2 separate regions of the Zea mays genome follow, and region 1 is linked to region 2. The links are chromatin contacts, called in public Hi-C maps. All regions are on one chromosome and are shown on one strand. The core of a region is the stretch at or near the end of the contact, and the rest is flanking DNA. Distances in the headings are between cores, read along the strand shown.

The links. A called contact is a pair of places that touch in the nucleus more often than the background predicts.
Region 1: a Hi-C map of tassel shows a contact between it and region 2, with 2.4 times the contacts expected there. The contact joins the enhancer-like site here to the promoter of LOC100382256 in region 2. A contact is called at or near these places in 3 of 25 Hi-C or Micro-C datasets (bundle sheath, ear and tassel).

The regions. Positions count from the first base shown.
Region 1 is chr5:129,944,338-129,947,037 of Zm-B73-REFERENCE-NAM-5.0, forward strand. No RefSeq gene overlaps it. Among protein-coding and RNA genes, the nearest start is that of LOC103629915, 51 kb to the right of the region's middle. Within about 2 kb of position 1,389, at least 11 of the 20 cell types and tissues checked have an H3K27ac peak or open chromatin away from gene starts, as enhancers often do. A contact at or near this core is called in tassel, where this site is marked.
Region 2 is chr5:129,543,134-129,545,833 of Zm-B73-REFERENCE-NAM-5.0, forward strand. LOC100382256 (sugars will eventually be exported transporter4a) reads right to left here and starts at 1,372. Exons shown (of 5, transcript NM_001175008.1): 1 at 1,188-1,372; 2 at 627-663; 3 at 45-423. The coding sequence starts at 1,230.

The sequences.
Region 1 (2,700 bases), core at 139-2,638, 400 kb after region 2:
TTGCTAAATGCTTGATACCATGTATGATTAGATAGGTACACATTTAGTCTTAAGAGAGTCACACTAAAACTTGAAAAGCTAAAACTTGATTTTAGACTCATCTAGCGCTTTTGGCAAACCCAACCCCTCAGCCAAACAGCTGCATGTCTAGAGGTAGAGGAGTAGACTCCTCACACCGGGTAAGTCTAGCTGAGTATTAGTATACTCAGCCTTGCTTGTGGCATAATTTTACAGGTTCTCTGGAGGACATGGTTGGTGGAGTGACTTGGCAGAGGAGGAGCATGAGGAGTGATGAGACAGGCTTCCCCATCTCTCAGTTTATTTTCTGTTAGTTTATTCCGCTGCATTCTGAACAATGATCACTGCTTTTGCTAAACTCTGATGATGTTGTAATAAATTTAATACTCCTTAATGTATGGTTTTATTTTTTATTGTATTTGCTCTGTGCCTCACCATCGAGTGAGTACGTGGTACTTGATCCTGGTAGTGGCCTTGTCGGACTAGATCCGAGGGACTGACGTTTTATTCCCATTTAAGTGTAGTCTAGCCTTTAAGGTGGGACTTAGGCACTTAAGTTGGAATAATTCGGACGGTTCCGCCATAATTTGCCATGCCAATTTCACTAGTCATAAAATATGGGTGAGGGGTGGATAAAGAGTGCTCGGGCACACCCTTAAAGTATGTGGATAACTTTTTTTACCACCTTCAATGATTCCTCTTCACAAGATCTTAAGATGTTGTGGAGTTCTTCTCTTTTTTGCCATGCTTTTGCATGATTTCCATATGCCCATTTGTCATGTTTTTCTCAATCTATCTATTAGTATTGAAAAATAAAAAACGTATTGACATTATCGAAATATTCAAACTAATTAACTTAAAAACTAATCATCCAATACATCAAAGGAAACAGGTTTACCAAACTAATATACTAATAAGTAAACTAATCACTTAATAAATAATATTTATTAGCTTAAGAAACATATATTACATGGCCAACTAATGAAAATTATATTCATTATGACATAGACTCAAGCACAGCACATTCCTGAGCAGGGCGGGCGGGCGGTAGGGGTGGCACCAACGTGGGTGGATGGACTGCACAAGCAAGGCTCCAAGACTGGCATGGCCACGCGATCGGGTGGGACGATTGGATCTGCATGGGCGATAGAGCAGGGTGGTTGAGCTAGATGTTGGAGGGTCTAAGAAGGTTTGGGAGTTGTGCTAGGGCCGTGCATATGGTTGAGGGCTTGTTTACTAGTGATGGATTGAGGGAGATTAAAAAGAATTAAATCTTTTCGTATCTAAAATTATATAGAAAGAGATGTAATTCCTTCAATTTCCTCTAATCCAAATGCAACTGAAAGGACTAAGTGGGTTGGCTGTGGTGACAAGTCACGGTGGTGTACGAGGCGATGGGTGCAGTGCGGGCATGTGGTAGACGTCATTGACGCGTGAGGGCATACCTGTGGTCAAAGGGATGTAATTTCAATCGACCATGTGTGCTCAAATTCCGACACTATGCAAAATTAGGCCCATGTAAGGGCTAGTTTGGTAATTTTTTAAAGGGAAAATAAACTAATTTTTTTGGTAAAATGGAAATTATTTGGTAAAATAAGGTTGCCAAACAAGCACTAAAGGAATTTTAGTCGGTCCTGTTGTTCTGAAAATTGCTTTATTTCTGTGGGCTATACTTCGGTCGACAAAAGATTGTCCAATTTTCGCTGGCTACCCAAACAACACACGAAACTTAGATCCTGTTTGTTTACCATTTAAATAATATAATCTAGTTTAAATAAGTTGAGAGGTAAACAAACAACACAGATTATTGTGTATTATGTAATCTAGATGCCTAGATTACAATAATCATAGGTATTTATATAATCCATAAAGTGGATTATATAATCTTAGAATAAAACAAACATGGCCTCAGTGAAACGACGAGGTTTTTTTGCAAATCCTGCAGTAAAGACCATGATGTTGATAGCAACTAGCTAACACTTAAAGTAACAGAAATTGTTTAATGGGCAAGACCATGTGAGATTTGGAGAAGAATCCAACGATACGGTGGTGTAGCCATCAGTCTGACAAGGCACGGTCCCACGTATAATCATGATTCTACCGGTCATTAGCCATCGAAAATAAACAACGGATTAAGCAAGGTATTTGTTCTTTCGGTGAGATCGATCGATATCACGATTCGCTTCCACACCAAGTTATTTTAGTTACCGGTGTGATCTTGTTGGGCTCCACGTACACGTGTGTTCTGTGCGCTTTTTTGTCATACATGCGTGACATGCACTTATAGTTGGGAAGCATGCAGGCAGTGTCAATGGGCAAGCACTTGTCACCCAACATAATTTAGTAGTAATTAGCTTCTCACAGTTTTTTTTTATCTTGCATGCATGCTTACGTTGAGTCCACGCTAATAACATTGCATAATAAACAACTTCTTTACCTTATCCAGTTGATGTAGTTGGGGGCAAGGCAACGGAGCTGCATTAATTCATCCGCGGCCCCGGCCTTTTATTTCTCAGCAGAGCTGGCCGATGTGGCTGCCGTTCTCGCAGCTAGGACCCCAAAAACCTCTCAAAAACTAAGCTAGGACCCCCCTTACACACACAAAAAAAAACCTCGTAGTCTCAGTCAAACTAATAATGGAGTAACGTCCAGCTGACAAGACGAATTTGATGCCACCCTCTA
Region 2 (2,700 bases), core at 122-2,621:
AGAGTCGTTCGTATATATATATATACGTACGTACGCGTACGTACCATGACGGAGAGCGGGGCGGCGTACATGCCGGTGCCGAAGAGGACGCAGAGGATGCCGACCACCATGGACCTGCGCTCGTGCGTGTGCGCCAGGCTGAGCACCAGCGCGGCGACGGCGCCGACGAAGCCCACCTCGGCGGCCAGCAGCAGGACCACCTTGCGCCGCGCAGCCCCCACCGAGTAGAGGAGGAAGAGCGCCACGTAGGTCAGCTGGATCGCCATGCCGGTGCCGTTGATGGTGATCACCAGCATGCTGTGCGGGTGCACCGCCGGCAGCCCGTACAGCACCCACATCATGCAGTTCAGCAGCGTCGCCACGTACGGGATCGGCGAGTACTGCTCCACCGACCCTTTCTTCCAGATGCGGATGAACGTAGGCCTGTACGTCACATGTATATATATGTGAGTGTTATATATGCATTCATACATGCCATGCATACGTCGTACGAATTGTCGAATTGTATGTATGTATGCGCACGTACTAGCTAGTACTATGATTATATTGTTGCATGTTTTTTAAAACTTATTTTTTTTTTTGTTTCTTACTGTACTGAGAGACAAAATGAATGAATTGATTCTTACACTGGGGAGAGGAAGAGCACGAGTGCAGTTCCATTGCCTGCAACAAATAGTAGACAAAAACAAAAAATTAACAGAGAGGTGAATATTTAATAACCAGCTTGACGCAAGAACGAACTCTGCAATTGAATCATACTGTAGTGAAAAAAAACATGACCAAGCTAGTATGAGAAACAAAAATGTTTAGATCTCCAGGAAACCCGGGGAATTAATAGGTTAAGGCTTCATTGACAAGGATATGAAAAAGAGCTTGTGACGAGGACATCTGGAATTCTAGACATGCATGTGCAAAGCTTGGCAAAAGGAAAAAAAGAGGTGGATAGAAACTAATAAAGGAGGAAGTGAGCGCGTGCAGGCAGGAAGGCTGGAGCATGAAAACAGCCCGGCAACCCACATGACCTGCTAGTGCCATCTACCAAAGGGAGGCAGCAAGCAACCAGCAGGCTCCAGGCTGGCCTTCTCTGCTGCATACATGTTGCAGCATGCTCTGTGCGTATATGCGCGTTCTATGCAGAGGTACGGTACGGTACGGTACAGTCCGCGCAGGTATTGACGATTACTCACCGATGACGCCGATGGCCGTGCGGATGGTGTCCGGGGAGATCATGGTCGCCGCTGGCTTGGGGAAGCTGATGGCGCGAGGGAGAAGACGATGGGAGATATGGGTAGGACGACGCTGGTGAATTATGGAACGGAGGCGGGACACAAGAGACGAGGGATGGAACGAGAATTGAATGAGCTGATGAAGCTCCTCTCTGGTTCTTGGTGAGTGATGAGCGAGTGAAGCAGGGGGGCTGCTTAAATAGAATAGAGGTGGCTGGTGGTTCCCCTCCAACGCTCTGGCCACGGCCGGCCGCGGGTATCGGGGCCCGCCCTCGCCTCCAGCTCTATCTCTATCTGACTCCCTCTCGCTATCCTGCTGTGTAATCAGCTCTCCCTCTCAAGCGTCTCCTTTTTTCGGTGTACACACTGTTCCTCTCGGTGGGTCTATCTAACATAACAGCGGGCACCCAACTCAGGGAACTAGAATGGATCGGAGCCAGCCACACCTAGCCGGCCAACTCTCTCGTGTTCCTCTTTTCCTTTTCATCTCTGTTTCTTTCTTCACTCTTGTAAGTTAGGTGCAGCATCACAGCGTTTGCACCGTGTCGGGGTTCAGTCGATCTTGTTTACACATCTCGGGAGAAGCACAATTTTCTTCGTAGCTACCAACACTAGGCACGAACGGCCTCACGTACAAAATCTCATCAGCCATGTGGACATTATTACAAGTTTGTATTTATCATCTGCAGTACAACCAACAAACAAAATACGACAGAATACATACCAAAAGCATCATCATACATTGGACATAATAACACCCTCTAGCAGATTGACAGTACTAGGGTCTTCAAAGCCTTGTAATGGTGTCTTTTAGAGGTTGTTTTGTGTAAAATTAGTCATATTTTGTAAAAGTCATTGTATTCCTTGATATTTAACAAATATTCCTTGATAAAAACCACAAGGGGAACTTGATTAGAAAAAAAAAAGGCATGGACATAAGCCCTACTCGCGATCTGTGTCAACAATCTGATGAAGACAGCTATCACATAATCTTCAGATGCCCAATCGCCCGCTCGTTCTGGCACGAGTTTGGCGGTGCCCCAACCGAACATCTGACGACCAGCAGACCTTGGGAGATTAAGCTGCCTTCGTTCCCACATCGCATATCAGCACAGGAACACCGTCATCCATTTATGTTGCTGAACCTGTGGATAAACCGGCACGCAACAGTGTTTCGAGGTGCAAAACCATCCATCCAACGACTTGGGTTCTGTTTGTTTCCTTATATGATTATATAATTCAGCTTATAAGATTATATAAGCATCTAATGACCTATTTATAGATTATTATAATTTAAGTATCTTGATTATATAATCCACCTAATAATCTATGTAGTTCGTTTGTCTATTAACTTATTTGAGCTGAATTATATAATCTAGAGGATAAACAACAGGGCCTTCATCGACAATGTGCTAAAGAGGCTCGACTTTGGGGATGCAGAATTATAGGACAAGCTAGTGAAGTTGGAGTCTGG